Regions from separate parts of the Mus musculus genome. Here region 2 is linked to region 1. Evidence: chromatin contacts called from public promoter capture Hi-C data. All regions are on one chromosome and are shown on one strand. The core of a region is the stretch at or near the end of the contact, and the rest is flanking DNA. Distances in the headings are between cores, read along the strand shown.

The links. Promoter capture Hi-C pulls out the DNA fragments that hold promoters and counts their contacts.
Region 2: a contact with region 1 is called in a promoter capture Hi-C map of the HPC-7 cell line, with 35 times the contacts expected there. The contact joins the enhancer-like site here to the promoter of Clec4e in region 1. A contact is called at or near these places in 6 of 39 promoter capture datasets (the HPC-7 cell line, HPC-7-derived erythroid cells, cranial neural crest and 2 more), 1 of 115 datasets of contacts at active chromatin or transcription factors (acute myeloid leukemia) and 2 of 9 other capture datasets (embryonic stem cells and macrophages).

The regions. Positions count from the first base shown.
Region 1 is chr6:123,287,744-123,293,160 of GRCm38.p6, reverse strand. It overlaps Clec4e (C-type lectin domain family 4, member e), which reads left to right and starts at 3,290. Exons shown (of 6, transcript NM_019948.2): 1 at 3,290-3,449; 2 at 4,172-4,267. The coding sequence starts at 3,413.
Region 2 is chr6:124,377,867-124,383,283 of GRCm38.p6, reverse strand. No RefSeq gene overlaps it. Among named protein-coding and RNA genes, the nearest start is that of 1700027F06Rik, 16 kb to the right of the region's middle. Within about 2 kb of position 2,938, at least 14 of the 459 cell types and tissues checked have an H3K27ac peak or open chromatin away from gene starts, as enhancers often do. A contact at or near this core is called in the HPC-7 cell line, where this site is marked.

The sequences.
Region 1 (5,417 bases), core at 2,041-4,540:
AGATCATGCCAAGAGAGAGCTGGTCTCCCAAGAGGGCTCTCACTCCTGGGCTAAGAGGTGAGATTGCCACTTTCTCTCCAATAACTGTCCAAAGCAGGACAAGCCAAGAGCACATAGGGCACAGGAACAGGGGTTCAGCTGGGACAAGATCCTCCCAGTTGCATCAGTACCCAGAGTTAAGGCTATTCCACAGCCCTCTGTACACAGGATCCACCAAAAGAGAACTAGTCTCCCAGGAGTGCTGACACAGGCTTATTGGCCCAGAGAATGGTCAAACTCCAGCCAGAGACAGCAAAACCAACTAATACTAAAGATAACCAGATGGTGAAAGACAAACTCAAGAACCTCACCAACAGAAACCAAGGCTACATGCCATCATCAGAACCCACTTCTTTCACCACCGCAAGTCCTGGTTATACAAACACACTGGAAAAGCAAGATTTAGATTTAAAATAACATCTCATGATGCTGATAGAGGATTTTAGGATGGACATAAATAACTCCATTAAAGAAATACAAGAGAACACAGGTAAACAGGTAGAACATCTTTAAGAGGAAAGACAAAAATCCCTTTAAGAATTACAGAAAAACACAACCAAGCAGGTGAAGGAATTGAACAAAACCATCCATGATCTAAAAATGGAAGTAAAAACAATAAAGAAATCACAAAGGAAGACAACTCTGGAAATAAAAAATAAAAATAAAAATAAAAAACTAGGAAAGAGATCAGGAGTAATAGATGCAAGAATCACCAACAGAATACAAGAAATAGAAGAGAGAATCTTAGGTGCAGAAGATACCATAGAAAGCATAGACACAACAGTCAAAGAAAATGCAAAATACTAAAAGGCCTTAACCAAAAACATCCAGAAAACCCAGGACACAATGATAAGACCAAACATAGGGATAATAGGTATAGAAGAAAGCAAAGATTCCCAACTTAAAGGCCTAGTAAATACCTTCAACTAAATTATAGAAGAAAACTTCCCTAACCTAAAGAAAAAGATGCCCATGAACATACAAGAAACCTAGAGAGCACCAAATAGACTAGAGCAGAAAAGAAATTCCTCCTGTCACTTAATAATCAAAACACCAAATGTTAAAAGCAAAGAAAGAATATTAAAAGCAGTAAGGGAATCATGTCAAGTAACATATAAATGTAGATCTATCAGAATTATACCAGATTTCTCACCAGGGACTATAAAAGCAAGAAGATCCTGGGTAGATCTCATACAGACACTAAGAGAACACAAATGCCAGCCCAGGTTAAGATACCCAGCAAAATTCTCAATTACCCTAGATGGAGAAACTAAGATATTCCATGACATAACCAAATTTACACAATATATTTCCACAAATCCAGCCCTTCAAAGCATAATAAATGGAAAACTCCAAAACAAGGATGGAAACTACACCCTATAAAATCACTGTCCAATGCAGGAAAATAATCTTCTTTTTTTATTTTTTATTTAATTTTTTATTAGAAATGACCTAAGGAGCTGAAGAGGTTTGCAGCCCCATAGGAGAAACAACAATATGAACCAACCAGTATCCCCAGAGCTCCCAGGGACTAAACCACCAACCAAAGATTACACATGGAGGGACCCATGGCTCCTGCCACATATGTAGCAGAGGATGGCCTTGTTGTTCATCAATGGGAGGAGAGTCCCTTGGTCCTAAAAAGGCTTAATGCCCCAGTGTAGGGGAATTCCTGGACCAGAAAGCAGGGGTGGGTAGGTTAGTGAGCAGGGGGAGTAGTGAGGGAATGGAGTTTTCAGAGGGAAAACCAGGAAAGGGGACAACATTTAGATGGTAAATAAAGAAAATATATAATTTTAAAAACAGAAATAAACCCAACCAAGGAAACAAACATAAAACTCTACAGTGAAAACTTTTAGACTTTGAAGGAAAAAACTTAGGAAAAAGACCTAGAGGATAGCAAAACCTACATTGCTTATGGGTTTCAAAAGTTAGTCTAGCCTACAAAAAGAATCTTGAGACACAAAAGACCAATGATACAGAAATAAAGTTTTCTTTTGGCATGTTTGTCTGGAGTATCAGGTCAAGGATTTGGTAACCCCATGGTTTGGATCTTGGAAATGATGGCACACCATGATAGAAGTCAAGAAACCATTGAAGACTGAAATAGTTCAGACTCTTTCAAAGCCACTGAAGCTATGGCCATTTCACAAGAGCTCATCTCTATACATCCACAAAGCCTCTTCTCTGGGGAGCAAAGCCTTACATATGAAATTTCAGTGACAACTCAACCAAGCCATATCAATTTTAAAATATGCTTCAAGATACTTGAAAAAAATCCACGTGTCTGTAAAATAAAAAGTTCTGAGGGAAATTTCCAATCTGTGGAAATAATAGAAAGTTTCCTTGAGGCAAAAAAAATATTGTGTAGCACATAGGAAATCTGGCTCATCAAACACGGGGATTACCAAGTCATATGTGTAGCACTTCTATCTCCTGACACTCATAACCTCAAGACAGCTGATACTAGTGTGACTTTTACAGACATTAAAGAGTCTTTAGAAAACTTGTAGGAAGTTAAGGAAAGACATCCTATATCAAGCTCACATTCCAGACAAACACTGAGTTCTGTCTAACTGAAATTGCTTCTGCTGACACTCAAATCTGTTCCTCCTCTAAAATTTCCAAATAAATAAAAAATAGAATTAAAGTACCTAATGAGTCCTTAGACATTGTGTGTCAGTTTAAGAAACTGAACTGACTCACAAAGGCATGTGTGGCTGATCTATAAAACAGTCCAGTGGATAGCATCTTGGTAAAGGGGTCAGATTCCACACAGTGAGCACCTAAGAGCTGGTAAAGGAAGAGGAACAGAAAGGACCTAAAGAAAACTTTCATTGCCAACTTGTAAATATGCACATTATGTTCCCAGCTGTGTGGTGTGGGCAGAGATAATTTAGAGGCTCTCAGCCTCCTGTCTGTGAACAAATGTATACTTGATAGAAACAACAAACAAACAAAAAACAACAAGAATTCAGAATGTGGTACTGAGGCACATAGTGCCAAAGGAAAATCGGGACCAAGTTAGACTTTGAGAAAAGTAAGGCATTTACCAACTAAAATAACACAGATATATTTTTCAGGCCTCTCTGCCATTTCTCTTGATGCTTAGCATATACTTCATCATTTCCTCTTTTGTGGTCTGGAGTGAGAATTGGCGTGGTGTCCACTAAACTCCTTGTCCTTGTGCAAGAGAGGAAATTCTGACTTAATTGCACATCTATAAAGCACGTTGACATACTGTGCTATCCGGTCTGTTAGTCTTGAACTTTTAAAAAGAGGGCCAAGGATTCACCATTCAAGACTCACTTTCCAGGGGCTCTTTCTAAACTGAGAAGAGAAGGAAAAGGAAGAAAGGCAGGAAAAAGGAAGAATGAATTCAACCAAATCGCCTGCATCCCACCACACAGGTACAATCTAGGCATCCTCCTTGACTCTCTTAGAAGTTTGCCAAGGGCTAGGGTGATAGAAAAGCACTTACTGAGGTGGAAACAAAACAAAAGAGAGGAAAGGTCAGAGCTCTTGCTGAGGAGTCTGGGAGAAGGGGCCAAGGGAGGTGGGAGGAGCTTGCCTGCTGACTGTTTCTACCTTCTGTGATACTCTGAATGTCTTTGAGCAAGTCCTTCACTTCTGTGGAATTTACTCGAATTGTCTGTAAAATGTATATCTGGCATAAGAAAGTACTTACTGCATGGCTGCCAACTGTTTGGTCTAATTTACAAAAAGCTTAAAAATGAAATGCTGAGAAGAGCCCAGCAGGAGAAAGACTAGAAAGGCAAAGGGAGAAAGTGAGGTAAGATGAGAAGAGAAGAAAGGGAGGAAGCACGGAGGGCAGTCCTTAAAGTGCAGAAGCATTTTAAATGGGGAGAGTAGAAATGAAAAGCTCAGACTTCTTAAGGTGTGGTTTCCAGGCTAACATCGGCCGGAAGCAGAGGCTTCCACACGGCTCGCCTGGATTGTTAGCTTTCTGGGTGAGGACCAACAGTCTCCAGAGGGCACGGATGCATGGGCAAGCCTGGGGACTGGTAGATATGAAATGAAAACAGGAAGGAGTAAAGATAAAGTCAACTCAAATCTCGTTCGTATATTGCTTTGGGAAGATCCACTGTGTATTTTATCCTTCTTCCTACAGAGAGAGGATGCTTCAAAAACTCCCAAGTGCTCTCCTGGACGATAGCCGGGGCCTCCATCCTGTTTCTCAGTGGCTGTTTCATCACCAGATGTGTCGGTGGGTTCTGATGATCAGATTCACTCTGTCTCTCCATGGCAAACACTAGCAGTAGATTCTTGCTTGGTGCATCACTTTTCCTATAAAGAGGCTTTTTGGTTTTGTTTTAATAAAGTTTTGTGCATGCTATATTTAATTATTCTTGACCGACTTTGTTGTTTAACAGTTTCATATGTGTATATAATGTTTTCCATTACTCTTTCTCTCACACCCTCTCTTATGTACCTCCCTTCACTACTAACCCCACCTGCTTCCTTTCTCAGTTTCATGAGTTTTAGTTAGTTTAGTTTAGTTTAGTTTAGTTTAGTTTAGTTGGGTTTAACATGGGCCATCTGTATGATCACAGAGGGAGGGCATCCATTGGAGGAGGGCATCCATTGGGGGAGAACATCCATTGGAGGAGGGTATCCATTGGAGGAGGGCATCCATTGGGGGAGAACATCCATTGGAGGAGGGTATCCATTGGAGAATGATAGGGTCATTCAGAGTACACAATTGAAAGGAGCAATTTCCCCACTCCCTGAATCTATCAATAGGAAGCACTCCAACAGAAGACGTACCCTTCTCCAACCATTCTTTGGCAAACCCAGCACAGGCCTGTTGGTTTGTGATTGTAATAGCTGTGTCCTCTCCAGAAGATGCCGTTTTCCCAACTATTCGCCTTTTATTCAGGCTATTACATTCTTTCCCTTTTCTGCAGTGTACCCAACACCATAAAATGGGTGATTAATATCTGGTTTAGAGATGAACACTATCCATTATTTATTCTCAGCACCTTGTGTAGTCCTGTACTTCTTCATCCTCTGCCAGTCACCACCATGACAGGCTCTGCGATGGAGGCTGCGCTGTGTTTATTCATCTATGGACATAAACACAAATATATAAATGGCAACTTGACACTATATTAATTTGCGCTTCCTGGTTCCACCTTTCCCCTCAAGGTGTCCCGATGCTGCTGGTACACTGGCTTGGAGAGGGCTGGGCAAAGTCCTGAAAGCGTGGGGTCCACAGTCTGCCTCTTCCCTTGGCCCTATCAGTCGCTGCTGCAGACTGGGCTGAAAGATTGAAGCAGAGTCTGGAACAGGCAGGATCCCCATCTGGTTGGGATCAAGTCGGCTATGTGTGCGTGGAGAAGGCTTTTGCTAAGAAT
Region 2 (5,417 bases), core at 1,689-4,188, 1.1 Mb before region 1:
CAGTCCTTCATGTTTGCATTCCTCTGTTTTGTGTAAGAATCCAGTAACCTCATTGTACCTTGCTGGTGTGTCACCTAACTTCCCTAGTTTCTTCTGTATAAGAAGTTTGATGCTCGATTTGACAAATTACATTCAGATCCACACTCCCTTGTGTCAAGTCTGTTTGTCACCCCCCTTTCGCTGACTCCTTTGCCCACCTACAACCAGATCTGTTCCGTGCAGATAGGAGACCCAGAAGGGGTTAGTCTGCGGCAGTTGGCACCTTCGAACAGGGACTTCGGGGTAGGTAAGTCTATTTCTTTTTCTTCTTTATTTTCTCAGGCAAGGATAGGATTTCGTTACTGTGCTACAGATGGGCTTATAAAGATAAATCAGTTAAGGACAAGAAAGTAATTTTACCATGAGGCAGTCTGACATTAAAACATGTTTAGACGTTTCACCAGTAAAGGCCTACGCTATAGTGATGAAGGGACAGAAACTTAGTGCCAATTTTAAGAGCACCTGTGAGAATGGAAAGCATCTAACAGAGGGAACATGCTTGCTTTCCAGCATGAAAATCAACTTTTCTAATTTTCTAAAAGCACTGTAGGTTTTTCCTTATGAGCATAGCTCTGCTCACTGTTAGCCATCAATTTGCTGTGGTGGCAGAATTATTTTCCCCTGGGAGGTCATTTATTTAAAATTGGAGGACAGGCAGGCTTAGCAGAATCTATTGCTTGGTTGGGGTTTGTTTGAGTTTCCAGTCATGTAGTTTTAAGTTTTTTCTCTCCCCCTCTTTTTCTCTCTCTCTCTCTTTCTTTTTTCTGTGAAGCAGTTTAGAGTTCCTTTGTTGGATCTAACTTGCAGCGTAAATTTTAGGTTGGAAGGTGAAATATATACTAACAATACTCTTATCAGCTTTAAAAAAATAGACTATTTATTCTGATATTTTCATTCATGTAAACAATACCTCTTGGTCATTGTTGGGAGCCGCCCTCACATTTGCCATTACAAGATGGCGCTGACAGCTGTGTTCTAAGTAGTAAACATAATCTGCACACGTGCAGGGGCAGTTTTCCCGCCATGTGTTCTGCCTTTCTCGTGATGACAACTGGGCCGATGGGCTGCAGCCAATCAGGGAGTAATACGTCCTAGGCGGAGGATAATTCTCCTTAAAAGGGACGGGGTTTTGCCATTCTCTCTCTCTCTCTCTTGCTTTCTTGTTCTTGTTCTTTTTCTTGCTTTCTTGCTCTCTCTTGCTCTTGCTCTCTTGCTCTCTTGCTCTCTTGCTCTCTGGCTCCTGAAGATGTAAGCAATAAAGCTTTTGCTGCAGAAGATTCCGGTTTGTTGCGTCTTTCCTGGCCGGTCGCGAACGTGTGTAAGAGGTCATATACACCCTAACTCTCCCCTCCCACTGCTGCTCGGAATCCTAACTGCTCCCTCCTACTACCCCAGGTACCCCTAACATGCTTCTCTGCCCCTTTCATGTCCTCCCCCTCATTTGTTAATGACCCATGAGAGTCCAATCAGTGCTGCCCATCAGGATGCAGAGTGATCTAGTCAACTTGCTCTTGTGCAGGTGACCATAGCCACTGTCATGCCATGTCCCCGAGACAGTGTTTTAAGTGTTCTTCCAACCCTAACTCAACCCTAAGACTGATACAGATGGCTCCATTTAGGGCTGAGCATCTGAGTAGCTCTTTATTTATTTATTTAGCACTTTGATCATCTATGAGTCTCTGCTTTATCTGCTGACCTCTGCAGAGGGAAGCTTCTCTGGGCCAGGGCAGAGGGCAGCACTGATCGGTGCGCATGAACACAGATGTTCCCGAAAAACAGCTATAGTGGATCTTTACAGGTCCTAAGACCGCCAGACTCATGGGCTTTGACCAGGTTTCCAGTACAAAGCTGGAATCATTCCTGTGGAATAGGCTTCAAAAAACAACCTCAACAATTGCAGATATCCCTGTGCCACCGTTGTACCAGTGCACACATCTCGCCTAGCAAGTTGGTACTGTAGCATGCAGGAATGGTTGCAGGGATACTATGCATCTTCTCTGAGTGGCCTATGCATTGTCTTCTAGCCCCACGGCACGTAGTTTTGAAAGTTTCAAAGAATTTTCACACAAAACAGTTTGCATTCTGGTAATGTTTATAATTTTTAGTTTGAAAATCACCTTGGACACTAGACATTATAGGGAGCCTTGCACTTTAAAGAAAAGAGGAAAAGTAAAAGTGAAATCAGAGAAAAAAATCCCACAACTTCTGCATAGTCTTGGGATAACAAGCAGCTAGGATTTCTCATAGCACTTGTTCTACACTGACCTATATTCTAGGTGAAGTGTGCCAAGACATCTGGGGACTGAATTACCAAACTGAGAATAAGGATTCCCAGTACTTCCTGAATAGCCAGAAAAATTTGCAAACAAAAATTGAAAGTTGATATTTCTTTTTAACTTGATAACAAAAACTCAAGTGTGGAGGGGCTGATTATTTTCCGCACAGAGCTAGCAGCAGTTAATGCTTGCTGGGGGAGGGAAAGGGGGAGAAGAAGGGGGAGGGAAAGGGGAAGGAGAGGGAGGAGGAAGAGGAAGAGGAGAAGGGAGAAACATTTCTTTCAGTGGTGGAGCCCCTGGACAATGCCCATGTGCCAGGACATAACTGCTGTCCACGAGAGCAACCCTAACTGAACTCACTGGATCCCCAAACCCTAAGCAAGCAACAAACAAAGGATATGAAAAGAGAGGAGCTTGTTGGAAAGAAGGGTTCACTAGGACTGGAATCCATAAGATTGCCCAAATTATATATAACTGTCAAATAATGACAACATTTTTTAAAATTTAAGAACATAAAGTCATTTCAAGAGGAAGAGTACTTCCTTCTCTCTAAAGCTTGGCCGCACAGCTCCCCCATCCCCCCTTTTTGAAGATTTATTTACTTTATGCATGTGACCACACTGTCGCTGTTTTCAGATACACCACAAGAGGGTATCGGACTCCGTTACAGGTTGAAACTTTTTGCTCCTAACATCTGGAAACGTCTAGCAGGCAGTATAAACTACCAGCATTATTCCTTTACATGCTTGCAGTTTTTGAGGCTCACTAGGCATCCCAGACTAGGTTTTTTTTTTTTTAATATGTGTGTGTGTTTTGTTTTTGTTTTTCGAGACAGGGTTTCTCTGTGTAGCCCTGGCTGACCTGGAACTCACTCTGTAGACCAGGCTGGCCTCGAACTCAGAAATCCGCCTGCCTCTGCCTCCCAAGTGCTGGGATGAAAGGCGTGCACCACCACCGCCTGACTCCCAGACTAGTTTTTAACTCATAAGCCTCCCTACTGAACCCCCCTGAGTGCTGGGATCATAAGAATGCGCCACAACACCTGTATACTTTTTGATGATGCATAGTCATAGTCCTAAATTGTTTGAAGTGTGTCAGAAGTAAGCATGGTGTCAGATGACCTCTAGAACTCAAAGAACTCAAAGAGCACGGACACTCTCTGGCCTGGGAGCCAGGGTAGCATATTTGTCTGTGGTGGTCTTCTCATCCTCACCACAACCACCAATCAGTCGTCGACATCGTCGTCAATCATAATTATTATCATTGTCCGCTTCTCGCTCATCATTTTAATTAGCAAATTCGAATCACGTTTTAGTGTAAATGAGAGTAACTTAACATTCTAAGAGAATTATTCACCAGGAGAGTAGAAAACAGGTACGTTGAAGTAAGAGGAAGGAAAAGTATCAGTAGGGGGGCCCGCCAACCCTAGATCAACAGCAGATGGCGCCAAATGACCTAAGGATCCACTAAGAGACTTATTCCAGTCCACTTTCTCCCAAAGATTCTTCTGGTATGAAGGTCTGGTTAGGAACACAGGCCCAGGTATGTAACTGGGTATAGTGCATGGTTAATTTCTATTTTTTGAGATTATGAGTGGAGTATATTCAACGTTATCTTTCTCAGCTTGTTGTTGGTATCTAGAAAGACTGTTGATTTTCTAAGTTAATTTTATTGGTCATTTCTAGAAGTTTTCTGGCGAATTATTCAGGAGTTTCTTATGCATGACATATCATCTGCAAATGGGAGTGATTTGATTTTTCCTATTTGTATCCCTTTAATGTCTGATATCAAGTGATGCTTTGGCCTAAGTTCCTACGCTGCACATTGTCTTTCTGAGTTCAACCCCTGGCTTTTAGTGAAGATGGGTTTCACATAATACCATTGTGTTATTGGCTCTTTGAGGGAAGGATGGTGCCTGCTAATCTATGTGTCTTTAGAGCATCAGTGTTATTGATGGAAATCGCTCTTGAGTTATCAGGTCTGACAGTCTGAGTGACTTTTGTAAGAGAACTTTTAATTTTAATTATAGACTCATGGGACAAAGAGAGGTTAATCAACTATCAAAGAGAGGTCTGCTGTTTCTCCTGTAGAGCTCCACTGAATACAGCTGTGGCAACCCAAGTTGGGAGTTAGCACTGGCCTGTCACCATTAACTAAGCCACAGACCTAATACAGTGCTCACTTTCCTTTAAGCAGCCTTTGTCTTTGCATGCTTGCACACACATGCACACATGTCACCATGGGCTTGCTTGGTCTTCCATTGAGATTCTTTTTATTTATTTATTTACTTACTTATTTATTTTGGTTTTTCGAGACAGGGTTTCTCTGTATAGCCCTGGCTGTCCTGGAACTCACTTTGTAGACCAGGCTGGCTCAGAAATCCGCCTGCCTCTGCCTCCCAAGTGCTGGGATTAAAGGCGTGCACCACCACACCCGGCCCATTGAGATTCTTTTAGCCAACAATCTGAATCTAGAGTTAGAAATAAGCACCACAGAAGAAACACCCACTCGCACCCATTCTCCTACTCTGCCGCTAACCTGCTCTGTCACCTGCCACTGAAAACTCATCCCCACCCCACAGTGTTGCTGTCTCAAGAGTGTGATGTAAATGGCACTGCGGCATATGCAACCCTCAGCGTAGACCTTTATTTGGTTAAATGCAATAATCTCGAGGCCTATGTAGATTCTCGGATGTATCAGTAGTTATTCTTCCCATTTCTGGTAGTATTCAATTGTATGAAATAATATTGCTAAGAATATTTGCTACAGGCATTTTGTGAACATTGTCCCTCCATCTTCCAGTGTTTTCTTCTTGTAAGTTGAGGAGAAGACAGGGCTCTGTGTGTCTCCCTAAGCAGTTTCTGATCCCTTCTTGATTTTTTGTGTCACAAAGGATTCTATGTGGTTTCCTGTGCTACCTTCAATGTCTCTGATAAGCACCCAGAAGAGGCCCATGAAGATGAGATTGTGAGTGGGTATGAAGTCCCCTGGGTGTGAAGACCTCAGCTCTTCCAAACTGGCAACTCACCTGGGATCTGTAGGATTTCATTAGAATGTTCTCATAGGGGCTGGCTTTTGTGTGGGTGACCCCTGTGTGGGTTA